4 separate regions of the Mus musculus genome follow, and all the other regions are linked to region 1. The links are chromatin contacts, called in public Hi-C and HiChIP or PLAC-seq maps. All regions are on one chromosome and are shown on one strand. Each heading gives the region's core, a stretch centred on a gene start, on an enhancer-like site or on the middle of the called end of the contact. The rest is flanking DNA. Distances are from core to core; before and after follow the strand shown.

Region 1 (6,989 bases), core at 2,393-4,892:
GTTCATCTCTCCATTTTTAAATTATTATTAAAACCAGTAAAAATTGCTATACAGTAATTCTGGATCCATCCAAGTCATCTATTAGTATTTCATTCCTTAGGGTCTTAACCATTTCCAAATTTTGGCCATATTAATTTCAGATATAAATAATTTTCTATGCTGTCAGTACTTTAATAAGAATTAGGGTCTCGTTACCTAAGTTTAGAAAAGGCACCAGAGCAACTTGGCAGAGATTTAGTTGGGGAAAGCCCTCTAAGGTGGAAAGAGACTGAAAAGGCCCAATTTTAGAACCAAGGATAAAACCAAGGATAAATTTCATGCACTGAAATTATATGTAGGGCAGACCTAGATCCAGAGTAAAGACACAACTGTTTTTAATAGTAACTGTCTCTTTAAATCTCAGCCTTGGCAACTCAGCCACTGAAATAGGTTAGGGATCTGTGGGTACCGCACAGTGGAACATTTAATCAGAAAACAAAGAACTTTCTGGAACAAAGAAGACAAATAAAAGCCTAGACATGAAAATGTTAACTGGCAACTTAAGTTCAGGGGACAGCCGTGTCCAAATTCACTGGGCTTCTGGCCCAAAAAGCAAACTCTGGAAGACTGGGAAGAGTTACATTGTTTCCAAACTCATGCAGTGGCCAATTGCCATGCTAGCTTGGCTCTTCTGCAGTGAGATATGAGAGATTAACAGAACAAACTGCAATGGCTTAGAAACAAGTATTTCCTAGTTACTACATTAAGATGTGTTTCTTTATTCTCTGGAAAAGAAATGAGTATCCTTTAACATCTTCATGGGAAATACTTGGGTTTATTTCAATGATCTTCTTGTCTGGGTATGATGGCACTGGAACACACTGAATTTATTAGTTAATGACTAATGAATCACATTTTATTTGCATGTTTTAAGACAGTTTCAAAGCTCTTGTGGTTAATTCAAGCAATAAAACATCTCTGAGAAACCATGGCTGAAGTGCTTGCATTGGCTTTGCCTCCTTTATTCAGTGTAGAAGAATGATTCCAGAAGGCAAGCCAGCTATGATTGTGTGCAAAGTGATCACTGCAATTACCCTTTGCGGTGACAAAGACCTCAGAGCATCATGCACTGCTAACATTTGCTCCCCTACTGTGATTAAAAGATGACATGCTGAGACTTACATTCATCAGGCGCCATGAGATTCCAGGGTATTTTTCTCTTGTGTAAAATAGACAGCATTATTTTCCAAACTTGAAGTTCAGGTTTAGGTAATTTTCTTAGATACATAGGATATGACAGAACCAGGCTTAACAGGTGACATGAGTGCCTTTACAGAAAACAGTAACCCTAACTCAGTCCTCAGTTGACTTGAATGGGAAGAATTTGCTAAATTATATACTTAGCAAATAGGCCAGAACTATTCTAACAAAATTCTCTATCATGAGCAACAAGATTCTTGGGTATCACAGTATGAGGAGGTCGGCTGTGAAGAGACAGAGAGCAGGTGAAATAGACTTTAAGGATGGAGACACAGAGGAGCCCAACCCACACAGATATTTCAGAAGGAAGATAGCTACCCACTTTTAGATTTATTCCCTCGATTGTTTAAGTTTACAAGGAACTCCATCAAATAGATCAACCCCTATTCTACACTATGGTTGTTCAGATTTGGGACTGAGGGGAGAGCTTTTCAGGATCTACGTAAACATCAAGTGCTCTCAAATCTTAGAACCTTTATAGCATGTTTTGAGCACTTATCATTAGATACATTTTGAAATATATGAGGAAGATGCATTACTGATATCGAGGAAGGTCAGAGGAAACCAAATAAGTACACCTCATTTGTGGAATGAGTGGGCCCATGAATAAATATGACAAGAGAGACCTAAGTGTTAAAGGATAAAAGTGGGGGTGGGGGGTGTCACATCTCTCTTGAGGCAGAGAAGACCTTTCAACAATGGTGTGTGATATGAGGCTTGCTAGAATAGTAAACAGTGGTGACTGGGGAAAAGTAAGCAAAAGAAATTCCAGGAACACCCACAAAACCCTAAGTGAAAAGGAGTCCACAATTCTGTGGTGAAAAAAAAAATGCTTGAGATGTTTTGACAAGTTGAGGGACAGATCCAGCCAGAGTTTTATCAGAAAACCAGAGGGTGAAGAATAGCCTAATAAGACACTGGAGCACAGCTGAAGATTCACAGAATAACCTGGTTCTAGAAAAGAGAATGCATGAACGGTGCTCCAGTGGCACCTCAGCTACCCCAAGAGGATGTTGGTGAGGTCATGGAAGCCTGTATTAAAGTGATGGCGTTAGATGAGAGGAAAAGAAAGAGTCATAACAGAGAGGAATTAGCCAGGCTTTGTAAATAAAAGATCAAGAGGACCTCTGATTTTAGACTTGGGAATAATGGCATCACTAAATAGGACAGGGACAGTCCAAAAGTAATCAGGAATAAGTGCTACTTAAGCTGGAAAAAACATTACTAATGCCGAACACATGCTGGTCTATTCTCAAACAACGGGGCAACACTCTTTTTCTTAATGACTGTGTTGTCTACCGTGACAGGTGGCCCAAAGGAGGGTTAACAGAGCCCCAAGGACCTCCAGGTCTCTAGCTCAATGTCATGGTTCTCAAGTGTCTAAAATTGTTGCCATATCTTATCTAACAGCTGTCCACTGACTTATGTGAGAACAACTAGAAGACTTCAGTTAGGTTCTGGCAAAACAGGTGTTCCTCTTTAAACCTGATACCCTCCTTAGTAGAGGAGAGACTTTTGTGAAAAACTAAACCACCTCTCGTCCTTTGGTTGTCTGCTAAGATATTTTTGGACTAATCAGAACCATTCAAGCATGGGATAGCATATCTGTTTGAAATAATTAAAAATTTTAGGAGTCAAGTTCTTGCCTAGCATACATGAAGCCCTGGGTTCAATCCCCGATACCACATAAAGTGAGCCTAGTGCCATATACCTGCAACCCAGCACTCGGAAGATAGCAACAGGAGGATAGAAATTCAAAGTCATCCTTGATTACACACCAAATTTGAGGACAACCTGAGATGCATGACACCCACCCTCCCCTCCCCCATTATGATGGCCCGGCAAAAGTAGTTTTAAAAGTCAAGGGTGTATGCTGAAGAAGCATGCTAAATTTGTCATTCAACAGCTTCCCTGCTTTTATCTTCCCTCTACTCTTTCAAGGTCATTTCCAAGGTGACTTCGAATGTTTTAGCTTTCTGTCAGTTCTTTAACAGCATCTGGTTCTGGGGGCAGTGGGGGACATTCACAAAGAAAGAATGGGTTTCTCTCTGTTCAGAAATACTGAAGATATCCAGGATGAGGACCACAGCCAGCTAGTGAGTCTGTAGGTTTTTGAAGCATATACATATATATTTATTAACATATACTTATATATTTACACATATGAATAAAATAGTTCCTTCCTTCCAAATTCAGAGTTACAAGATAAACATCCTAAGCATGAGGGGACACACACAGATTGATCCCCCAAACCTCCACAGCAGTAGACTACGATCTACTGAAAAGATGTATGTGGACGGCTCCTGTAGCAAACTACAACAATTGAAGTCTCATAAGAATTGTGCGTGAGTCTGTGCATTCCTCTGTGTCAGCTGAGGCCACAGGAATTCTGGCAGGAGTTTAAAAGTAGACCCATCCCTGTTGCTATTTGCAGCTCTGCCAGAATCCAAGAACCCAGGATGGTTATCAACAATGTAAGCAAGGAATCAAGCCAAAGCATTTTCCCTATCCCTCTCACCACACTGCCCAAAAAAGCAGGAAGTAGCCACAAAACTTGATTGCAACATGCAAAGACAATCAATCTGATGCCTGCTTTGTAACTGTGATATATAAAGCACATCTAGAGCCTTTCCCACAAGCATTTTAGGTTTAATTTTGGAATTTCTGAGTTAATCAAAGAGTTGGTTTTTTATTGTTGGTGGTGGGTTTCTTTCTTTCTTTCTTTCTTTCCCCATGATGATAGAGGCAGCTCTGTGAACTCAGTAGGGTTGATGTCTGAAAAAGGAAAGAACGGTCAGGTTACCCACATGATCAGCAGAAACATGACAGCTGGCTAAAGTCTTAGGAAGAAATTCAACATAGAGCTAGCTACTTACAGTTAAATAATTAACACAAGCAGCACTATTGCCTATTATGAAGCATCTTGAGTGTTTTCAATGTTCTGCTATAATGTCATACAGCCTTTGATTTGGTATCTATTGATTTGCATATTTGCATTCATGTGGGGTTATGTGTTTGCCAGTGCATATGGAACCCAAAGGACAACCTCAGATACCATTCCTCAGGTGCTGTCCACTGTTTCTTATTTTATTCATTTACTGTAATTTTAATTTTATTTATTTATGTTGAGACAGGGTCTCTCACTGGCCTAAAATTTACGAAGGAAGCTAAACTGGCTGGTAATGAACACCAGGATCCATCTGTCTCCACCTCTGAGAGACCACGAGTATGCTTTTTATTATTGTTTTCTATTTATTTTTTTATGTGAGTTCTGGGATTTAAACAGATCCACGGGCTTCTAAGACAAGCGTCATTTGGGATGGGGCATCTCACCAGCTCTGTTGTTTTTTTGTTTTGTTTTGTTTTTGTTTTTGTTTTAACCCTGTATTTATGTGAGAGAAGTGAGACTTCAAATGCTCACCAGCTCTGTTGTTTTTTTGTTTTGTTTTGTTTTTGTTTTTGTTTTAACCCTGTATTTATGTGAGAGAAGTGAGACTTCAAATGCTAGGAAACAAAGCTCAATAGATCAACTAAACTAGGCCTCTCCAGGCCTCACAGAACTGCCACACCGCTCTGTCAAGAACTGATAGTGTCAGAGCTCGATAACTCAGGCTCCTTTGATGCTTTTAGGAAGTGTCTCTCATCACATGCCACCAGAAAATCTTAGCTAAACTGAACTTTTCGTTACTTGATTTTTAATTTCATAGCTAAGATGCTTGGTTAAAAAAAAAAGTATCCTTCTCTCACAGAGACTGAGGTAGGTTAGCGATAAAGGAGCTGGAGGCATCTTCCTCCACCCCCACCCGAACCACCACAGGGCGAATCAGCTTTCAAAACCTGGCTGTGTGTTAGAGGAGCCAGAGCTTTTAAAGAATACTTCACAGCATCAATCCAGGGATTGCTTAAGAAAAAACGCAGAGGGATTGAGACTGAATCTCAGTGTTAAAACTCTCATCTCCTCAACATGAGTCTAATGAATTTTTTCCTCTGTTTTCCTCTTTCACACTTTGGTGTGCCTACAATGAGAGAGAATTCTGCGTACTATACTTTTGCACTTGTTTATGCTAATCGCAAGTGCTGTATAACCTTGACTGTCCACTGAAGATACCTGAGAAACAGTAATCCCAACGCTACCCGATTTCTCCTGTGTGGACTGTGTCTATCCTCAGGTGGTTTCAAATGTCAAGCAATTTAGAATCACTGCCCTGTGGCTACCACACTGAAGCTCAATGCCCAAGGAAATTCACCATGAATACAAATTGTTCTCCATATCCATGAACTCTGTGGCCTCAGCCAACCCAGACCACAAATACACACACATTATTATATAAATATTTATTAATAAATATCACACTAAAACACAATAAATAAAACAAATCTTGCAGCACATTTTGTGGCTGCAAGCAAACATTGGCCTATCATAAGAACTTGAGCCTCCACAGATTTTGGATGCTCCACAAATGACAGGAATTCTTGGATCCAATCCCTCATGGATACATATACCAAGGAACATTTGTATTTACAACTTTGAATTGGGTGTTACCGGTAAATGGCCTAATAAAAGAATAGGAGGAACTCCAGCCCCTCAAAACAATTAGATACTGATGTCTAAGACTGCACAAATAACAACATAAATGAATGTCGATTTTGAGGAATAAGATGGAGTTTTATCCATAGAAACAACTGAGTAATAGTCATAATGGTTAATTAGGTAAGTGATTTCCAAAACATATTCCAATGATGACTAATATAATAAACTTCAGACTTCTAACTCAGTGACATATTTTTTCATGCTTCTCTTAATAGTCCATTAAGGTTTGGCAATTAAGTCAATAAAAGGTCGAGTTTTTAAACCTCAACAACATTGATTTACCCGCCCCCCTTAAAAAGAATTGCTTAGTCATAATTAAAATTGCACTCTAAAAAAGCTAAGCTCTTAGACTCCGACCAGAACCTACCCTCTTTCCTTCCACTCATTGCACAACTAGCTTGCTCTTGTTTTCTTCTAGGGCAGTGGAAGTGCAGAGGCTGGGGAGACAGCTCAGTGGCAGAACACTCAAGTAGCACAAACTGAACAAGGCCTTGGCTAGGATCTCTGTACCACAGAAAAGATGGCAAGGATGCCATTCGCCCCACAGCATAGGAATGGGGATTTGAAATAAATAACTTCTGTATTAAAATGCTTTCCACATAGTTACTACTAGCTAATACACAGTAGCTATTATTAAAATCCTTGCCTAAAAGTGGGAGCTGATTGGGATTGCCATAATAGAAGCATCTAAGCACTACGTAAGGAGTAATGAGCACAGATCGAATGGTACCTTTTGTTGACTCATGGGAACAGGACAGCAGAGAGTGACGAGCCCTAAACACCCTATTTTCCAACTCATTTTGAGGTTGTTTTTGGAAGGATAATGAGCAAATTGTTTAGTGGTTACTTCTGGTGTATTGCCCTGCCCTTCTGTGCCACAATGTTTTCTCTCAATTGTTCTTCAAGGTGGGGACAGGGGACAATTCTAGACATTATTTTTCCTTCCTACCTTTTTCATCTCTGCTTTAGAATATGAACCAAATCCACAGCATACCAACAAGTTTCTGTGGCTTAATAAAAACAGAGCTTCTACGTCATTGTGACTGGCTCAGCCGAGCAAGCTAACTCACAGGATTGCTCAGAAGCTGCCGACCCTATTCTTACCAGACTCATGGTGTCCTGGAGGTTGGGAAAGCTCCAAATTCATGCCAGCATGATG
Region 2 (6,989 bases), core at 1,292-3,791, 410 kb before region 1:
GCTTTTTCTTTCCTTTTCATTTCTTTTCCTTTACTCCAAAGAGAAGACAGGTCTTTGTCACTAAGAGAAGGCTGCTTTCATCAGTTTGTTCCTAGAGGTAGGTAGTGGTGCAGGAGCGAGGCTCGGAATGAGCTTTCCTTGGCAGCTGGGTAATCAAGATTGCCTTGTTAATACTCCAGAGTTCTCTGCACACACCTGAATTGTTTGCTATTTTGCATATATTTACATGCCAAATTAAGGAAGTTTTAACCCCTGTGTGTGGAGAAGGAACAAGTAATTAATACACTCCGTATAATTATATTCCAGCTAAAATTAAGAGGCTTTTATGAATATCATATGCAGAGTAGTTTAGTAAATCCTTTAACTTAATCAAGTCCCAGGTGAAAGGCGGTGCTGGTAAACACTGGGCAAGCCACTCTGTGGTGAGAAAAACTCTGATCTACAAGCTTGGCCAGATTCCTAAGGGAAAATTCTCCCACTAAGTGGGAGGGATAGGACCAAGCTGGAAAGTGATGAGCACATCAGACTCTCAGGAGCCAGTGTGCACAAATTCCAGAGCCACTGGCTTGCTTCATAGATTAAAATGTACCATACCTCACACCTTTCTAAACTTAAGAGCTTGTACTAAGAGAGAAACCTGATTATAGGCAAAGCTGCCATTAACACCTATAAAAAGTAAGGTCATGGTCTATGTAGCTAGTGGCTCCTGGCAGTGTTCTCTCTCAAGGCATGACTAAGATTGCCACTGAATTTGTTGATGTCAAAAGTACTAAAGGGCTCCACTCCTCCAAGGGTGTATGGGCTGGGTGAGGGATAGAGACAGATGCCCTGTGGGTAAGGAAAGCCAATACCTCACAATACTGGAATTATCTACAGTGTATCTGCCTGACCCAGAATTAGAGTCCCCAACAGTAGCAACCATCTCTACTGATCACTTCATTCCCATTGGGCCCCCACCCACAGAGTGGTCTTAGTGTGTTTGTTGAATGAGGAAATGAATAAACTTGCACGGAAACTTTGCTTTTAGGACATGTGAACTACTTAATAAAAGTACAATGTAAAGCTAATAAAATGGCAGAAAGAATTTTGAGAAATGAAGGAATTCCTCAGATGCTGGGTGGTATCATTATTGGTCACATTATTATGCTATGCCAGGGACTCTATTAAACTGTCAAGAACAATGCAAATACTCTCTACTTGAGAAGAGTGAGAGTTATCCCTTGTAGATATAGAAGGTCCTGATGATGTGACACATACCTTGAAGTACTACCTTCTCAACTATTGCTGAAACAGGATAGATTATCAGTTTTAAATGTTCATGTGTATACTGGGTCTCTGACACTCTCAGGGAAAAGAAACTTTGTGAAGGCATTGCTAAGATCCAGATTCTGAAAGCAATATTTTGCATGCAGTGACTTCCTTGTTAATTCTTTTCTTGATATCTATTCTTTAAGAAAAAATTACATTATTTAATTACAGAGACAGACAACTGGATAATGCACAGAGAGTAAGAGAACTGGAAGCATTCAGTCCTAATTGGTATGTCTTCATCACAGTGTTGACCTCGGGGCTCAGGGTGCTATGCAGAAAAGGAGGCAGAAAAAGCCAGAGGGAGCAAACAACACCAAGGAAACAGTGTCTTCCAGACACAACAGGACTCATGCACATAAGAACTCACAGAGTGAGTTGTGGCAGCAATAAGTCCAAAGCTGACAGGGTCCCAACACTGAGAAAGGTAAGTGGACACATCCCCCATCCCTAGCTGAGAAACTATCTCTATTTGAAAACTGCTCACAAAGGAAAAATTAGTTTTCTTCAATGGAGCCTCACTGGATAAATGTGTGCGCGCGCGCGCGTGTGTGTGTATGTGTGTGTGTGTGTGTGTGTGTGTGTGTGTATAACCTATACTTGAGGTCTGGCCCTATGCCCAGCAGTAAGTACATGTCCAACTCAAAATGAACTCAATGATATTTTTGGAGATCTTTTTGTCTCATATTTCTTTAGGCATTGTTTTTAATTTAATGATCTTTTGCATGTGTTTAATAGTTTCCATCTTTGTGGGGTATGTGCATGTGCGTTTTTCAAGCGTTTCTTTTCCTTCTTTTTTTATAATATTGGTTGGTTTGGGTTTTTGTTTGTTGGATTTTTTTTTTTTTTAATTTCTACAAAGAAAGATAAAGAAGGCCTGGAGTTAAATGAATGAGGAGTGGGGAGGATCTGAGAGGAGACATGAGAGGAGGAAATCATGATTAGAATCTATTATAAAAAAAAAAACCTTCATTCTTAATTATAACAAACAGAATTTATTACATCATTTATTGCATTGCAGTGTGAGTGGGATAAGCTGTGTGACCTTCACAATGTGTCTGTGGAGGTGAGAGCAGCCTGTGGGAGTCAGGTGTGTCCTCTCTTATGTAAGCGCTAGTAAGTGAACTCAAACTGTCAGGTGAATTCTTTTACCCACTGAGCCATCTATCAGCACAGAGGGCCACAAGGGCACAGTGATGTTTAGAGAACATAGTGCTGACAGGAATGTCTGATATGAGCCAAGAGAGCTAACCCTGGTCAACCAGGAGCTATGACTAAGCACAAAATAACGCTGACATCACATATCGGGAATCACAGACAGTGATGTAATCCATTACATAACCATCCCTGGCTTTTGTGTCTATCTATAGTCTTGGGGCACGAGGTAATCATCCGAACCTTTGCCTTCACATGCCTGCCTATGTGCATTTGAGTGTAGACCTGTATACATGGACCCTCTATACTAGCCTGAGTATGTGTCCATGCCCACTTTTTCGTGACCAATACTTTTCAAATTCCTGAGTGCTCATTGGCATTTGTCGGCCCAATGATATTTGTGTGAGTTAATAAAGTGTATCAACTGTATCATCAGAGGTTGGCAATGTCTTCAACCTCCCAGGATCCTGTGACCTTCCTCCTTTGTTGACATCAGAGTATGGACCCCATATCATCTCAGTAGCAACCCCTTCTGTTCGCAACTGTTTTATAAGCTCCTAGTGAAGTTGCACTTAAGTTCTGCTGTGCTCCCTCTATCAATCTGCAGGATGTCTCGACTGCTGATAACTATCTACTGGTCTGTCATTTAGTCTCATGTCAGAACATTTTCAGAAGTGCATAGAAATATATAGCATATCAGAGGCACCCATTTCATCTTTGCCCAGTTCATATATTGTTCAGAAGTTTCTGCAAGCCTCCTGAATCCTCTTCTCCTTGTACCTTGCACAGGAACACATGTCCCCTTAAATAGGGTGATGGTGTCTTAGTTTCTTTTCCCATTGCTGTGATGAAATACTCTGACAGAAACAACTTAATAAAACAAACAGTTTATTGTAGTTAACGGAACCATTCTGTTGAGAAGTCGTGATGTCAGGAGCTCCAGACAGCTAGCCATCCTGCATCTATGTCTAAGAAGCAGAGAACACTGAATGTGTGTATATTATACTCAGCACACTGTTCCACTCTACATATACTTCAGGATGACCCTGCCCCAAGAACTGTGCTACCCAGGATGGTGCCTTCCCATTTCAGTTCATATAATCCCTCACTGATATGTCCAGGTCCAGATGTAGACAACCTCTCATTAAGACTCTCTTCCCAGGTGAGTACAGATTGTATCAAACTGAAAATTAAAAGTAACCATCACAGTCATTCTATCAATTCTGTTCCTCTAGAGAAGGCTGACAAACACAAATCATATGGAAAACCTCCTTTCAGAAATAATCTCAACTGAGGAATGATAGAGCATATACCTGCAAAGAGATTACACTAGAAAAAAGCTTAACCTGATGCAGGTCCCCCTTCTGCTTTATCACTGAGCAACAGAATGCCTATAGAGGGAGCGGTCCTCCCAGGTGATTCTCTGCCACCCTGGCCAGTCTTCCCTACGCCATGCTGTGTGAATTCCCTCTCGCCTCGTGAATGACATCACTTCCACGTCAGTGCCAGTTTACAGAGTAAATATTTTGCTTAATAATACCAATCTTTTCACATCAGTTAGCCTGATAAGCACTTATAATTTGACATTAAATTCATTTTATCCCTCCTTTGGCCAACTCCCTATTTATACAACACTATTTGTACTACATACTGAAGAGATTCAAGTGTTCATTCTTATCTAGTGAGACTTCCATATTTTTATGTATAATAATATAATGATTTACTGAAGATACAGTAGTACACAAGACAAGCAATGCCTTGTGTGCACAGGATTTATAATCTAGTAAGGCAGGCAAGTATATCCCTAACTAATTATAACATAGAGTGAGGATGTTGTCTTGGGGGAACTAGACATTTCAATGGAAACTGAATTTTTTGCTGTGCTGTGTAATAGACTACTACCAAAACTTAGAGGACCAAAATACAAAGTCCTACTTATCTCAGTGTCTTTGGGTTAAAATCTCAGTTGTGACTTAGCCTTTGGCATCTGTCTGAAGACCTCAGGAGGTTGTGACTATGGCTTCCCTCAAGGACTCAGTTGGTTACAAGTCATCTTGGTTTCCCTGCTCAGTTAAGGAACTTTTTGAAGACCTGGAAAATATTTGCTTACAAGTATTCTGACATGCTTGCTACCAGCATGATCATTTCCTCCTGATCATCTCTATAAATTTTGACAGTGCTCTAACAATTGGTGATCTGAGAGCAATAAAAAGTGAGAGAGAATGCTGGAGATCTGAGCCAAAGTCCTGATAAATAGATGTGAACATCATTTTCATTGCAGTAGGGCCATGTGAATCTTGGTCCTGATCACACCAAAGACAGGAGGTAGCACAAGGATGTCACATTGAGATGTGATAATCATTAAGATCAACAAACAAATGTCTACTAAAGCATCACTAAATAGAAGGGGCTGAAGAGGGCTCGCAAAGGAATAACTCTACCTCCAACTCAGAGGAGATAGTATATAAACAAAATTCAAAGAGTGAAGCAGCAGTTGCCATGTGATCAAAGTGTGCATAGTGTGTGTGTGTGTGTGTGTGTGTGTGTGTGTGTGTGTGTCTGTGTGTCTGTGTATCTGTGTGTGTCTGTGTGTGTGTGTGTGTCTGTCTGTGTCTGTGTGTACATGCAACTTCTTTCAAGGAACTTGAGCCTTTCTGGGAAAAGTACAGCCTGTACAAAAGGGTGATGTGAAGAGAAAGTGAACTAAGTATTCCTGGAGTATAAAAAGTGTAGGAGTTAAAAAGACAGATGGGGGAGATTGGCAAGGCAAGCCCAGGGGCCACGCCCCAACCTACTCTCTTGCCTCTGTTACCTATAATGACTTCTATTGTTTTAGCATCTAGATAAAAATAGAGTATTATAAGATACATCACTCAAGATACTTTTTGTCTGCAGGTAACACAATTTCCCTGTCACACTGACTTAAATAACTAGGAAATAATTCGGCTGGCATGGGACAAGAATGCCTCTGAGGGTGACTGAGTCAGGAGCCCAAGAAGAGGCTTTCCCTGCCCACTCCATCTTCTCCCCCAGTGTTAGTTTCATTCCAGTGAGTGGCAGCCAGTGACAGCAAAGGCCCATGGCAGGAAAAGATGCTCCCCTATTTCGTTTCTTATTTAAAATGAAGTCAACTTTCCAAGAGCATGATAAGGACACATGATCATTCCTGAGTGACTGGGACACAAACAATGAACCTACCTCACATGGTCTAGTCAGATGGCATGCTGTCAACATCTGAGCTACCACTGTGCTCTGCACATTGTGTCACCCACAGACTCCGTTCCTTCACCACATATGAAGAAGTGCTTTTCCCTTGTCTGTGCTCTAGAGTGTACTATGGACTTCAGTAAAAGAAAGTTCAAAGGCTACACAAACACACACAAGCATACACACAAACACACATGCACACAAACACATGTGCACACACACACACAAATATCTGCCTCCACATGACCAAAATACCTTTAATCAGTAGCATATGTTAATTTTATAACAGTAGGTTTTGCCATTGCAAACTTATACACTCATCACCAATACTTACCTGTTTCTGAGGTTTTCCTTTCTTACCTCATTTGGAATCTTTCATGAAAATCTTGCATAATAACAAACCCCTTCATAATTAAAGCTAAATTTTTTTTTAATCTCCTAGGATGTTGCTCACTTTCTCTTCTCTTCTGAGGGAAACAGCTGTGCTACTTCCTTCTCTGGCTGCAGGGGAATTCCAGGGCAGAATGTGCATGGCTCCTGCTACTTTCGGCAACAAGAATGGAAGGTGTAACTTCCTACCTGGTTTCCTTCAGCTTCGTTTCCATTTTGCCATCTCTGAAACCAGACCTCAAGTGAAACCTCCAACTTCTCTGCCTTGTGTTCTTCACTCATTCATCTTCCAGGCTCCATTTCTCCCCCGGTCGCCAACCAAAGCACACACAAGAGTAAATTGTGGGAGTACATAATGCTAGAGATGGCTGGAGGATAATAGTCAGGGAAAGCCAAACCCAGCACCCAAATCACCCAGGGCTCTAATTCTCCTACATCGGTGCCTTTGTACGCACAACCTCACACTCTTCTCAGTCTGTGTCTGACAATGAAGGATCGCCTTTGTTTATGTAAGCACATGTTGGGAGTTCTCACATCACACTGGGAAGGCTGTCAATATGCTATAAAGACGGTTCCTACAAAGAGAAAGACTGGAGAGCACCCCTCCTGTCTTCTTGCATACAGACATGTTATTAACCTACTGTGAGTATCTTTTCTAATCCAGACATGTGAATTGTTTAAAGCCTTTCTGAATAAGTTTAGTAAGACTTCCTAAGCAATGCCATCGAGGCTACAGAACTAAAAAGCTTGCCCCTCAAAATGTATACATCATTTAATATAGGCAAGGTTATCAAGTAAGTAGCTGTATCCCAAACAATTCCCATTTTTCTAACCTTATCCTAATGTTTACAAACAAAATTGGAAATCCGTTGTATAAAATACTCTATTGCTGTAACTAAAACATGCCTCTCCGATTAGTTATTAAAACG
Region 3 (6,989 bases), core at 2,601-5,100, 330 kb after region 1:
GAATTCATTTAATAAAATCTTTTTCACCTTTTATTTATAGAGCTGGGGTGAACTGCAGCTATGTCTATCTTAACGAACACAATTAGCTCTAGTAAGATTTTAATTTTTCCTCAGGTCTAAATGTGACTTCCAGAATTTCCACAGAGAATAGAAACTCATGGCAGTCTTGTTACACTGTTGCACAGGCTACTGAACTAAGGCCTGTAGACTAGATGGTTGTTGGGTTTGCACTTTTCCTGGGGCAGGAGCCACATTTTTGAATCAGTGGGCCAAATGAATTTATTGTTAGATCTAGTCAAAATAATTGTGTTATTTTTTTTCATAAATAAAATAAAAAGCCTAACTACATTAAAAAGCACTACTTGGAAGATATTTGCTTAGTCCCAGTGTCTATGCTAAAGGCCTTTCCTAAGATTATTGCGCTGTTCACTTTAGGTAAATGCTGATAGTAGCTTAAAAACAGAGCTATTTTGTTTGGAGACTGAATGAACCTTAACAATCTATAAAGTCAGCTTTGGAATTCATGAGGTGTACTTTAGTTTCTGTTAGTGGAATGTCAGTCAGTCTGTCCCTGCCACCTTCTGGAAGTTGTGTGAAAAGGCTGTCATGAGAATAGCAGCCAGCCACTGCCTCTTCAGCCCTTGTGTTTGGTCTGTGCCTAGATCCCACACCTGTACTGTTAGAGCAGTGAATCCAAGGACTACATATCTTCCAGGTGCTATTCTTACTTATGGAAGAATAGCAAGCTGAGCGAGCAGATAAGCCTTGATGGCAGAAAAGGCTGGGGAGGCATGCTAGACAGCTATGGGAGCACCCTCTCCATGAGTGGTCAAGGGACAGTCCAGGAAGGAGTGGGGCTAGGTTTGAGGGAAGAACGTCTTTGCAAGTGCATTTCCAGTACCGGAATGTCCGTGCCTTGTGGAGGCAGCGACAGAGGACTGAAGGCCAAGGTAGAGGAGAAGCTGATGGAGAACCAGTCCTAAAGTGCTATAGTGCACAAGTGCTGGAACCTGGGCTGCAGAGCAGACAGGACTGTGTCTCTAGAAAGCAAATGTAAAGTAAAGGGCAGATGATGTGCAGGACACAGGTTTGCAGCTTGGGTCTCATTTGTCCTGTGATTAAAGCACATCTGTAGTGTTAGTTAACTTCTCTGCAAGTATGTGTCTTACAAGTTTAAAGTTTTCTCTTTTTTTTTCTTTTTCTTTTTTGTGATTTGCTTTTTAAATGTGCTGCACAGCACTTAGGTGGCCATAAGCAAATACGATCCTTCATCTTAGAATTGTGATATGGCCTTCAGTGTGTTGCTAGGAAATCCTTTCGTTTAGGTTAAACTACCTGTACACAGCTGTGTCTATCTGCTTTTTCCCCCCCCGACAGACAGGGTCTCTCTGTATAGCCCTGGCTGTACTGGAACTCACTTTGTAGACCACGCTGGCCTCGAACTCAGAAATCTGCCTGCCTCTGCTTCCTGGCTCTCTGTCTGCTTTTTACTGAAGATGAACTTGCTCTTGATGCCATAGAAACAGTTTTATACTTAACTATTTAAGTGATATTTACCTTAAGGATCTATAGTCTAAAGAAAAGTTAAATAAAAAACTAAAGGGTGTTGAGGAGAGATAACCAGTAGAACTCCCATTAAGTATATCTGTAGGTGTAGTGAGGAAAATTCTCACTGATGCCAAGGAAGGAAAAGAGCCCTGGAAAGAGGGAAACTAACTGGAATGGGCTGGTTCAGTATTTTACCCAAGAAATGTTGTGTGGAAAGATAGAAAGATGGAGTGGTTAGACATGCAGATGGGTGGGGCATTATTGCTGGTTTATTGATGCTCAGTTTAGGTGACAACATTGTTTTGGATACTTGATAAGGGCTCCGGCCTCCAGTGCAGCTTCCCCCACCCATCCTGCGTTCCTGATGGGCCACAGTGCTGCCTGGACAGCACACCATTCCCCACTGTCATCCCATCTCCCAGCAGATGTCAGTGGTCACTGTGACTTTGTTCTGTGGAACTGGGATTATAGTGTCTACTTTTAAACTGAATTTTATAAGAAGATTCTTATGAAGAAGCTGCATATTGATGTAAGAACGGACTGGGTAGTACAGGTGATTCCTAGAATTGTAACATGGCCTTCAGTGTGTTGCTAGGAAATCCTTTCGTTTAGGTTAAACTACTTGTACATAGTTGTGTCTATCTGCCTTTTTTTTTTTTTTGGTTGGTTGTTGTTGTTGTTTGTTTGTTTTTCGAGACAGGGTTTCTCTGTATAGCCCTGGCTGCCATGGAACTCACCATAGGTGTCTGAAATTAATAATTGCCAAGGAAGCAGGCACATACTTTTTAGTCTCTGTGCAAACTGTGCCTACAGTTTTTTTTTCCCTTGCTTTTCTGGTGGTCGCTATGTAGAAGACCAGCCTAGCCTTGAACTCAGAAATCCCCCCACCTCCTGCTTGCAGGCAGATGCCTGTAACTCAGTCCTAGGGGTCCAGTGTCTTCCCTCTTCTGGTCTCTGCAGGCACTTATACATACCTACACACACATGTCAGGTACACCTATAAATTCACAAATACACACAGAAGTAAACATTGTAAAAATCCTTTTTAAAAGTTTATATTCTATAGTAAAATAAATGATGTTCACTGTGAGTAGCCCTAAGGTCACCAGAGTCTGATGGCAGCTATGCTTTGTTGGGACTCTGTAGTGCTGGGTATAGAATATTTCTCAGCCTGCAGCTCCTCATACCTAAAACTAATGTTTCACATGTACTATACCATCGAGAGCTGTAGGTCAGTGGACTGCTGTAGGTTGCCATGACTTTTTGTAACTCTAATGCTAAGTTGAGTTCTGGGTCTCCAGTAAGCATGGCCATGGTGCTAGGATACCTGGGTGCTCAGTGAGGAATAAAACCAGAGGAACAAACCCAAAGAGACCGTGGCTTTCATAGGTTATCAGAATGCTGCTTAGTGATCGTAATTGCTGACTTGTGTAAACTCTCCTTTCTAGCCATCGCTGTGACTACCCTCCTTTTGGTGGCATCAGTTTGGTGCTACCTACTCTGCACTGATGAACAGTGCCCCTTCTGAGTATCACCTCTTAGATGTGGCACATGAAACATATTTTTTACTTTATTCTCTTTATTTATTAACTCCTGACTGTAAGTACCCATCCCCTTTCCTCTCCCAGCCTCCCACCCCCACCTTCCCCCATCCATCCTGCGTTCATTTCTCTTCAGAAAAGGGCATGCCTCCCATGGATATCAACCAAACATAATATATCAAGTTGCAGTGAAACTTGGTACCTCACCTCATATTATGGCTGGACTAGGTAACCCAGTAGGAGGAAAAAAGAGCCTCAAAAGCAGGCAGAAGAATCAGAGACAGGTCCCCATTGACCCCACACCTTCCTGCTACTGTTAGGTATTCCTCAAGAAGACCTAGCTACACACCTCTAATAAATATGCAGAGAGCCTAGGTCAGATCCATGAAGCCCCTGGTTCTCAGTTCAGTTTTCATGCTCCTATGAGCCCACTTTAGTTGATTCTTTTGGTTTTCTTGACGTGTCCTTCACTCCTCTGCCTCCTGTAATACTTCTTCCTCTTCAGCAGGATTCCCTAAGCTCTGCCTAATAGTTGGCTGTGGGTCTCTCTGCATGTGTTTACATTAATTGCTAGACGAAGCCTCTGTGATGACAGTTGGATTAGGTACTGATCTATATGTATAGCAGAATATAATTAGGAATCATTTCATTCATTGACTTTTTTTTTTTTTTTCCCCAGTGGTGTTTGGTTCCATGCTAGGTCTCTGGGCTACTATCTTCTGTGTCCTGGCTCTCCAGACAGTGTCAGGGTTGGGCTCCCTCTTGTGGCATGGGTGTCAAGCTGGACCAATCATTTGGTTGGATAATCCCACAATTTCTGTAACACCTTTGTCCTCCCCCACCCCCATCCTGTAGGCAGGACAAATTATAGGCTGGATGGATGTTCATGGATCAGTAGGATTAACATAGTAAAAATGGCTATCCTACCAAAAGCAGTCACAGATTCAATGCAATCACATTTACAACACAATTTTTGAAGAACAATACTAACTTTATAGGAAAACCCAGAAAACTCAGGAGAACTAAAACAATCTATCCTGAATAATTAAGTAACTTCCAGAAATATCATCATTCCTGATTTCAAGCTGTCCTACAGAGCCAAGCCACATGGTATTAGTATAAAAACAGACAGTTGATTAGTGAAATCATATTGAAGACCCAGACATAAATCCGCATACCCATGGGCATCTGAGTTTTGATAAAGAAGGCAAAATTATTTAACAGAAAAAAGAAAGCATCTTCAACAAATGGTTCTCATCTAATTGAATATATGCATGTAAACGATTGCAGATAGATTTATTTCTATCATCCTGCAGAAAACTGATGTCCATGTGGATCAGAGACTCCAACCTAAAACCAGATACATCGAACCTGATAGAAAAGGAAGTGAGGAACACAGGGGATAACTTCCTGAACAGAACACCAATAAATAGCACAGGCAGTAAGATCAACAATTAATAAATGAGCCCTCATAAAGCTGACAAGCTTTATCAGGCAGAACAAACATGACTTTTCTGTTGCAGATGTTCCATGGGTGTTGGGGCCTGTGAGTCACTCACCAGAACAGTAGAAAGCCTGGGAGATGTGAACTCTGAGATTAGCACCTGACATGTGATTGAAACAATTCCAAAACCGGTTAAATGTGTCTCTCTTCAAAATATATAGAATGGAAGTTCACATCATTTCCATGGCGTGTGGTCATGTCTGATGAACTCTAATGGAGTCACACTCTCTGGGATCGAGCTGAACTGGGGAGGTCATGCATGACCTTCCTCAGATGCTGGTCAGTTGCCGCATCAGCCCCTCAGGAATATAGGCATGCAGTGTTTGCTGCAGTTTGTAACACAGCTGTGCTGGACAGTCTCACTGGTGGAATACTAAAAACTTGTATAAATGAGTATTTTGAATATGCAGAGCTTGGTATGGGAAACCTTAGATTGAATTTAAGAACGCTGAAACTGTTTTCCTTCTTCTTAGCTTCAGTAACTTGTGATTGGTGGTTGGCTATCCAGTTGTTCATCCTCACATCAATGCACTGCCAATGGTAAGTAAGGTGCCTCTCCTTTTTCTCCTGTACCATGGTGTGTTATGTTAGTGCTTTATAGCTGTGCTGATTCTTGTTTTCTAGAGACGTTTGAGAATTAAAAATTTCTCAAAAATCTCAGAAAGCTCAAAAGTTTATTATTTTAAACATTCTCATTTTCCTGTTATTTTTATGGTTACCTAGTGTCTTACTTTTTATTGTTGTGCTGAGTCAACATGACTAAGGCAACTTAAAGAAGAAAGCATTTAATGGGAGCTTATTATTATTATTATTTTACGGGGTTAGAGTCCATGACCACCAAGGCTGGGAGCATGGCAGTAGTCAGGTTGGCACAGTGCTTGGGCAGTGGCTGAGAGCTTACATGCTGACACAACAATCATGAGACAGAGAGACCTAACTGGGAATTGTCGAGCTTTTGAGACCTCAAGTCTACCCCAGTGATGTGTCTCCTCCAATAAGGCCACACCTCCTAGTTCTTCCCAGTCTCAGAACCTAGGACCCAAGCACGTGAATACAGGGGACTGTGGGGGCCATTCTCACTCAGCCAAAAATAGGATGGAAATATGATCTTTTGTGTGAAATGAACTACATTTTGTGAGTAGAATTGTTTTTGTTAAAAATTTGATATTGATAGTAATAATTCCTTTACTTTTGTTAATCATTTTAGTGAGTTTTGGGACATTGTGCTTATCTTGATGTTACTAGTTAATATGCAGCTAAATGTATAATATTTTACATTTTTATTTAGTTGTTAACTTTAGGGGGGAAGACACTTTTATCTCTTTAGAAAGGTTTAGAAGTCTTTGACTTTGAATTATAAATAAATCTCAGCTGTTATGTAATAATCACCACATTTCCTATTTGGTGACTTGTGGTAATTCAATAGTAGTGTTGTATTAAATTCCCAAGATTTATTTGTGCTATAGGTTAAGTGGTTTCACAAACTAAAATTCAGAATGATTTTATCCTACTTTAATATTGTATGTTTGGGGTGCCTTTGCTCCCTGTCTTAGAATTTTTTTCAATTAAAAATTTATTTGACAATCTGTGTGACATCTGTTTCATTTTCTTCTTCTAACCCCCTCCCCCCTCACTCCCTCTGGAATAATCCTTCTCTCTAGCATATGAATGTACCACCTGGACCCCCTATTTTTCTTCTTTTTGAGATTGGGTCTCCCTGTTAGCTTAGGTTGCGGTAGATTCAGAGAGATCGGCCTGCCTCTGCCTCCTGAGTGCTGGGCATGAAGGCGTGTGTGCACCGATGCATTCACCATAGGCTTAATCATGGTTTATTTTGGTGAATGGGTGTAGGATTATTTGCTGGAGTTGAGGCAGCTTTCGAGTGGCTACACTTCTGAAGAGAAAGGACATCCCACCCCCAGCAGCCATTACCAGCCACTGGAGCCTTTTAACTGTATTCCTCCTATTTGGCTGTTGTGTGTTTGGGGATAAATAAATAGTAGAGTGAACGGCAGTCCTCCATACCCCACATTTATAATTGCTGAGGTTTATTACTTGTGCTACATCAACAATGATCTGAAGATATTAAATAGAAAATCACAGAAATAAACTAGTGACTTTTCAGCCGAGCACTGCTGGGAAGAGTGTGTAAACTTGTCTTGCCCTGGGCATGAAGCCTCCTTCCCCAGGGACTCGCTTTTCCTGTCCGCTTGTCACTCATCTATCAGGGTACCTGCATGCCAGTCCTTTCTAGTATAAGGAAGAGACTATTTCCCGGTTTCCTCTGAAACTTTCATGTGCAGGTGTTTGGTGAGAGGGCCTGGTCCTAGTGAGCACTGTTGATATAAACACTGGGGATTGGTGACCCCTTTGCCACCTTCTCTGGACCATACATG
Region 4 (6,989 bases), core at 2,593-5,092, 270 kb after region 1:
ATCTCATATAACATGGGAACTGTCTTAACTCCAAGGAGCTCTCAGTTGCTGCTGGCTGACTGGAAAAGAGATGTTTTTAAAATAGAATGTGTGTGCTGAGTGTAGGTTTGTGCATGTGTGTACAGTGGTTGTGAGCTGCCTGATGTGGATGCTGAGAGCTGAACTCTGTTCCTCAGCAAACCATCACGACAGCCTGTTGGCCTGTGTGGGAAGTAGCCTTGTAGCCGAGAAGATTGGGCGGTGTGGAGTTTTGTTGTGTTTGAAATATGTAGGGCTTTTGTTTTTGTTTTTTGTTTTTTTTTGTTTTGTTTTTTTTTGTTTTGTTTTGTTTTTTTTGTTTTGTTTTGTTTTGTTTTGTTTTGTTTTGTTTTTCGAGACAGGGTTTCTCTGTATAGCGCTGGCTGTCCTGGAACTCACTCTGTAGACCAGGCTGGCCTTGAACTCAGAAATCCGCCTGCCTCTGCCACCACCACCTGGCTGTTTTTTTTTTTTTTTTTTTTTTTTAAACTTTGTTTTGTTTGGTTTTTTTGAGGCAGGTTCTCTGGTAGCCCAGTTTGGCAAATTGTTATATGGTAGTGGTTAACCTTGATACTTCTCCTAAGTGCCGAGCTTATAGCAATCTGAAACCATGCTTGCCCCAGACCTGCTGGTTTATGTTGTGCTGGGTAACACTGATGTTTCAAGAGGAAAGTTGCTACTTTGTTAGATAAATAAGTTGCACAGCTTATTATTCTTTCTTTCTTTCTTTCTTTCTTTCTTTCTTTCCTTCCTTCCTTCCTTCCTTCCTTCCTTCCTTCCTTCTTTCTTTCTTTCTCCTCCTCCTCCTCCTCCTCCTCCTCCTCCTCCTCCTCCTCCTCCTCCTCCTCCTCCTTCTCCTCCTTCTTCTCCTTCTTCTTCCTTGTTATTATTGCACAGGTTCTCCAGAGCTGGGTCAGTCATTTCCCTTGTATATGTAAAGGTCATGAAAAACTGTGACGTGATTGGTATTCATTGAACCCTGGACGGAATGACATGGTTTCTGTGTGCAGAAGTAGCTGAAATAACTAAGCACACAGGGATTGTTAACGGGCACAGTCATTTTCTGTACTTCTCCTGTTTGTTCCTCTCCCCCAGGTTTGATTGTACTTTCCCCTATATGTCCACCACTTACCTCACTTATGCTCACTCACTCTGGCTCGCACTCTCCCTCTCTCCTCCTCTCTCTCTCTTTAAATTTACCTTTTAAAATTAGTTCAATTTCTGCTGCTCATATATACATTGGTGTGGGGTCAGCCAGTGGAGCATTGTTGGCCCACCCTTAAATAAAACTGACTCTCCCTCTCCCAGAAGCCATCAACTGTCACTATCAACTTAGTTAGGGGTGGGAGCTAATGAACCCCTCTACCACCTATACTGGAATGTTGGCTCGCCTTGATCATTATGCAGGTCTTACACAGGCAGCCACAACAGCTGAGACTTTTTGCTGGTGACAGTCCTGTAGTGTTAAGAGACACCGTTTAGCACAGTCCTGCTGAACGTCTGCTTTTTGCAGTCCTTCCCTACCCACTGGTTCTCACTGTTCCCTGAACTCTGGGAACCCATGTATGAATGAATACTCCACAGATCCTCTCTGTATTCTGACTAGTTGTGCATTAACACTGCACAAAGATGTTGTCTTAGAAGGCCTGAGTGCTGCACTAATATGTGGGTACAGATATATTTATCTAGAGCTGGTTTAATATTGTGCCCATTTAGCAATGTAATAGTATTCTCACCCCTGGGGTTTAGAACTCTGGAGCCGTGAGTTCTTGGCTAAACCTAGAATGCCAGATAGAAGTTTCTTCCTGTGGAACTGGCCCTGAAACCAATTAAAGGAAGAAAAGGAAAGGAAAAAAAAAAGCCACTGGCTATCCTTGTAACATAATGTGTCACTATTGGACCTATAGGCACATCTTAACTGGGTTAGTTATTATTATAACCCATGGTGTTCACAGGGATATAAGTCTGTTGAGGAGGTTTCTTCTCCAGCAGCCTAGATGCATTACTATGAAAGTGAGCAAGCAGGAAGAAGGCCTCCTAGTCACCAGCTCCATTTCTCCATGTCTGATGACCATTCTTTTTAAACCTATAAATTGATTATACTATTTGGCAGTATTTTATTATTCAGTGAACTTGGGAACTGTGGATTTGAGGTAATATAGAGATATAATTTTCTATGTTTATGAGTTTAGAATCAGTATTCAGAATAGGAAGAAAATTGATTTTCTGGATGATAGAACACAGACAAACCAATTATGGTCATATTTATTGTTCCACGCCATTGACTTTCTTATGTAGCCCAGGATAGTCCTGAGCGGATCCTCTTCCCTCCTCAGCCTCCTGAGTGCTGGCATCATAGGGGAGTCATTGTGCCTGGCTTTCTCTGAAAGCCTTGTTTTGGGTCTGTGAGCCATCACTTGTTTCTAGACCAGATAGATGTCTGCAGACATGTCGTTGATTTAATTGTTTATTTGTAACCAGGTAGGGCCTTCCTGAGGACGCCTGTCTTACAAGTGTTTCCCTTGGAGCCCCTGATCAAGTTCAAACTGCAGACTCTGCTCATACTGAATTGGTGAGGCTTTCTAAATGAAGTGAGTATTTCTGGTCCTTCCAGAACCTTGTCTCTTTGAAGGTCATATAGGCCCAGAAAAGAGGTTGGTCTAGCACTTCCTTGCTCCTCTGACTCATGGTGTTCAAAGTATAAGATTATCAGGTTCTGCTTGGGTGTCCTGTTTTGAAGGTAGGGCCACCTATGGAATCTTTTTTTTTGGGGTGTGGGATGGGAGGTTGGAACAGCTCAGATATGCTGTTAAAACCAGGAATATTCCCAAAACCAGGGTAAAGAAGACTTGGATCTGAGGTTACTAGTTATAGCTGATTGAATCATTGTCTGGTCTTCTGTGTTGGTTCTTGACTCCCTGTTCTTTGTAATCTGGATCCTCACTAAACCATTTCTCTTTGGTTCTGGTCTTATGTGAGCTCTTGGTCCACCATATACCTCAGGTGGTCTTTCCTTTCACTGCGGTGCACGTGTAAGGCTTTGAGGCTATGCAGTGCACAAGTCATGCATTCTGTCTCCTGCTGACTTTTGAAGTCACTTGCTGTGTCATGGAAGGAACTTCACTTTCATTTTGGGTCTGTGTTGAATGTTGACTGATGGCAGAGCTCTTTCATTTCATGGTTCTGAGTGGAAACAAAACAGATGGAAGAGGAAAGAGAGGGTTAGAGTTGGGAGAAAGAAATAGAAGTGGCTCTCACGCTTGTGAGCTGGACATGACCTTAGCTACTGATGCATACTTCCTAGATAATCCAAAACTACTGGAGATGTGTGGAGTAGAGGGATGTGTAGAAGTTAACTGAGCTGTCAAGATCTGGTGTTTTCAAATAATCGTCAGAAAGGAATGTTTTGATTATTTCTTCAGAACCAGATCTGCATTTGAGAAACAGGGTTTCTAGTTTACAAATGAACTAAAGTGATTGCCACAGTACTTCACTGATATTTTCAAAGAATTAAAAATTCACCAGTAAATTTTAATTAGGAAGGAAATTGCACTGAGAAGTGTGTTCTGGCACTTTGCCCTGGTGTTGCTCTGTGTGGCAGTCAGGAGGAATTTGTTCCTTTGGGCTCTTCCTCTTGTAGCCTCCTGTCCCTTTGGGTGTGTAACTTGACCCCTGAGGCTGCACTCTGCTTGCTTGTGGATGTGTTTTTGAACTTGTTAATTCTCAATCTCTTTGCTTTTTGGGTCAGCTCTTGTGCAGCACAGGCTGGCGAGCTTCATGGCTCCTTTATCTTTTTTGTGTTTGTCAAATGACTCAGACTTCTGGATGGGTACCCTGGTAGGTTGCTCCCTTTGTTTTGACAAAGTGGCATAGATGATTTCTACAAGTTGAGAAGTGCGGTGTTCCCCCCCCCCCCCAAGTAGTTTACTATTAACTTTAAGCAAACATGACGTCGGCCAGTGAGGTAAGGTCGCTTTCCTCCAAGACTCATAGTCTGAGTCCATAAGAATGCCATGTTGGAATGAGAGAAAGGACTTGGTGAAGCTGTCCTCTGACCTGCACTTGTGCACAGTGGCACTCTGCCCACATGCACGTAGGACATGACACCTGTGTACATGGTGTTACGTACTGGCTGTGGTTTGAAGCTGCCTGAGGAGGGCTCAAGTGTCAGTGTGGATAGTGGAATGAAAGCTGCTGAGTTCAGGAATAAAGGAAAGTTTGGAATCATTTAATTTACTGACTTCCATTCCTTGCAAAATACCACATATATCTCATGGGTTTAAGTAGCGTGGAAATTTGAGGACAAGCTCAAAAGAATGGCTCAGGGTGTGGAAAACAGGGAAGTTGAGTGGCTGTAACAAGACAGCTGCTCTGGCTTCTGCACCCTGTCCTCCTGGTTCTTGTTTTGCCTGAGCAGCAACAGTAGAGCTCATGAACCGGAGCAGCTCAGGAGGCTACTGAGTTCTTGCTTACTCTTCAGGGATGTTTGGCCGACCAGCTTTTCAGTGTCTCCCCTTTCACCCCATTTTGCCTTTTTAGGAGAGTGCCCCACACTATAGTCCTGCTGGCCTGGAAAACGATATGAAGACTAGTTTGCCCTCACACTTGCATTTATGCCCCTGCCTCAGCTTCTGCCTCCCTTGTATTGGGAGTACTCTAAGGGCTCCAGGCTTTTTGTCTTTTACTGCATTGGTACCCCTGGGATTGGATTCTGCTCAAGTCTTGTTCAGCAGTCTCAAACAGTCTGGTTTTTGTTTTTCTACCTGAAATTAAACATTTTTCTCATGAGAAGTTAGCCACTAAAATTTTTATTAGTGTCTTAATTTGGATCATTGATTTTGGTAATGTTTGTTTTAAAGTTGTGTAAGGTTCCATATTCGCTAAAGAATGATACCCTGGACTCAAATAGTATGTAAACACAGAGTGTTTTATTTTGTAGAAGTCCAACATGCTGGGGTTTCCCAATACCGGAACCTTGCAGGTCTGGTTTAAAGCACATTAGTAACTTCCAGGGTCAGTGACCCTTATGGTAATCTGTTGGCTGGAAACTTCTTAGGAGATGTCTGGAAACCGCTGCTGTCCTTGCCTCAGGCCAGGTGACAGACCTGGAGTTGCCCAGATCTTGGAAACAGATTCAGGTCTAGTCTCTTTTTAGGTAAGTACACTGTAGCTGACTTCAGACATGACAGAAGAGGGAGTCAGATCTCATTACTGGTGGTTGTGAGCCATCATGTGTTTCTGGGATTTGAACTCAGGACCTATGGAAGAGCAGTCAGTACCTGCTGAGCCATCTCCCCAGCCCCAGGCCTAGCCTCCGTAACTGCCAATTTGAAGTCTGTCATGGAATCAGCCTCCTCGGTTTTTATGGGTTTTGAATGTCCCATTTTTCTGTTTTAAATTCCTGTTATCTTCAGCATTTGACTTTGCATAGATTGAAGTTTTCCACCAATCTGAGTTGCGTTGAGAATCTGTAGCAGAAACACCTTCATGTGCTGACATCTGTTGCCTTCCCTTTCTCTTTTCTCAAAGGGGCTACAATCTATATTCACATCAATAAGGCAGAGTCAGGAGCTGGATTGCAATGTATTAATAGCTAGCCTGGTCTACATACTGACTCCTGGATAGCCAGGGCTACATGGTGAGATCTGGTCCCAAAAATTCAACCAACAAACAAAAAGGCTGAGTATGGTGGTCTGCACCTGTAATGTTTACACTTTGGAGGGTCAGAAATTCAAGGTTCGCTTTGGCAGTAGAGCAAGTTCAAGTCAGCCTGGGCTGTGTGAGGTTATGGCACACAAAATAAAACCAAGACCACACAAAATAACACCAAGACCACCATCACTACCACCACAAAAAACATAACGAATAAAACACAAAGTGGGGACAGTTATTATTTAGTATGTGATGACTATCTTTTCCTGACTACACATCTCACACTTCATAGTGACTTCCCCTCTGGCACTGCCTGGCCAACCCTGGCAGCTCCGTACCCAGGGATGTGTTTGCTCCTGCCTTAGCTGCTTTGTTCTTCATATCAGGCTCTGCCCTGAAATAGGCATGCACAGTGAAGTTAGTGCTCACCCCATGTGACCCTTAGGTCTCTTGTTACTACTACCATTTTACGATGACAGATCTTCCTGTATTGACACCTTCTCCTTTCTGCATATTTAAACTGGGTGAGAGCAGGCATGGGTTCGGTTTCCCTTGTCACGCTCCCAGGACCTGGAACAGGACTTGGAGGTGTTTAGTTAGTATTTTTATGCCTATTAACTCTTTTTGACCTGCTGATAGCTTTAAATGGATTTACTTTTATCATGGGCTATGTAACAGCTCTTTAATCTGGCATTTAGGACGGGCTAGAGGAGCTGAGATTACATTGGTGTTTACATAATTTTTGTAGCTAGTCTCAGTAGTTGAATCAATCTGGAAAAAAATAGGTAAAGGGATAGTTTAAGAACTGATACTAGGGGCTGGAGAGATGGCTCAGCGGTTACGAGCACCAACTGCTCTTCCAGAGGTCCTGAGTTCAATTCCTAGCAATCACAGGGAATTGAACTCACAACCATCTGTAATGAGATATGATTCCCTCTTCTATTGTGTGTCTGAAGAGAGCAATGGTGTACTTATATATATAAAAAACAAACAAAACTTAATAAAAAAAGGACTGATACTGACATAGTTGTGCTAAGATACTAGATTTCAACAAGTTACATTTCATTTCTTTCAATCCAGACATTTCGTCATTCAGTAATAGGAGGTGGGCTAAAACTCCCAGTTATACTGATGGAGGTTACTTTTAGCTACATTTACCTGGGAGGTGGTGGTGTTTAACTCTGATCTACTTACTGAAGTTGACAGTGAGTCATAATGCAGGTGAGCTGTGCTATAGAAGCCCAAAGCAAGCTTTCAAAAGGGTTGATTCAAGAAGGGGGCCTCATCAACACAGGAAATACAACGCTCTTACTGAATTA

The links. Hi-C and Micro-C count contacts between places; a contact is called where the count stands out from the background. HiChIP or PLAC-seq counts read pairs in DNA pulled down with a chosen protein or histone mark.
Region 2: a Hi-C map of adipose-derived mesenchymal stem cells shows a contact between it and region 1, with 3 times the contacts expected there. The contact joins two enhancer-like sites. A contact is called at or near these places in 1 of 484 Hi-C or Micro-C datasets (adipose-derived mesenchymal stem cells) and 1 of 115 datasets of contacts at active chromatin or transcription factors (pancreatic cancer cells).
Region 3: a FOXA1 HiChIP or PLAC-seq map of pancreatic cancer cells shows a contact between it and region 1. The contact joins two enhancer-like sites. A contact is called at or near these places in 1 of 15 datasets of contacts at CTCF or cohesin (CD8 T cells), 8 of 484 Hi-C or Micro-C datasets (the C2C12 cell line, the HL-1 cell line, bone marrow-derived macrophages and 4 more), 5 of 115 datasets of contacts at active chromatin or transcription factors (bone marrow-derived dendritic cells, bone marrow-derived macrophages, heart atrium and 2 more) and 2 of 9 other capture datasets (adipose tissue and liver).
Region 4: a contact with region 1 is called in an HNF4G HiChIP or PLAC-seq map of pancreatic cancer cells. The contact joins two enhancer-like sites. A contact is called at or near these places in 2 of 15 datasets of contacts at CTCF or cohesin (CD8 T cells and the NIH/3T3 cell line), 9 of 484 Hi-C or Micro-C datasets (CD4 T cells, the Patski cell line, Sertoli cells and 5 more) and 3 of 115 datasets of contacts at active chromatin or transcription factors (fibro-adipogenic progenitors, microglia and pancreatic cancer cells).

The regions. Positions count from the first base shown.
Region 1 is chr3:21,816,604-21,823,592 of GRCm38.p6, forward strand. No RefSeq gene overlaps it. Among named protein-coding and RNA genes, the nearest start is that of 7530428D23Rik, 19 kb to the left of the region's middle. Within about 2 kb of position 3,643, at least 27 of the 459 cell types and tissues checked have an H3K27ac peak or open chromatin away from gene starts, as enhancers often do. A contact at or near this core is called in adipose-derived mesenchymal stem cells, bone marrow-derived macrophages and pancreatic cancer cells, where this site is marked.
Region 2 is chr3:21,404,745-21,411,733 of GRCm38.p6, forward strand. No RefSeq gene overlaps it. Among named protein-coding and RNA genes, the nearest start is that of Gm31610, 81 kb to the right of the region's middle. Within about 2 kb of position 2,542, at least 11 of the 459 cell types and tissues checked have an H3K27ac peak or open chromatin away from gene starts, as enhancers often do. A contact at or near this core is called in adipose-derived mesenchymal stem cells and pancreatic cancer cells, where this site is marked.
Region 3 is chr3:22,143,876-22,150,864 of GRCm38.p6, forward strand. It overlaps Tbl1xr1 (transducin (beta)-like 1X-linked receptor 1), which reads left to right. Exons shown (of 16, transcript NM_030732.3): 2 at 5,067-5,133. Among named protein-coding and RNA genes, the nearest start is that of Tbl1xr1, 71 kb to the left of the region's middle. Within about 2 kb of position 3,851, at least 8 of the 459 cell types and tissues checked have an H3K27ac peak or open chromatin away from gene starts, as enhancers often do. A contact at or near this core is called in pancreatic cancer cells, where this site is marked.
Region 4 is chr3:22,086,914-22,093,902 of GRCm38.p6, forward strand. The region is part of intron 1 of Tbl1xr1 (transducin (beta)-like 1X-linked receptor 1); the gene reads left to right. Among named protein-coding and RNA genes, the nearest start is that of Tbl1xr1, 14 kb to the left of the region's middle. Within about 2 kb of position 3,843, at least 133 of the 459 cell types and tissues checked have an H3K27ac peak or open chromatin away from gene starts, as enhancers often do. A contact at or near this core is called in bone marrow-derived macrophages and pancreatic cancer cells, where this site is marked.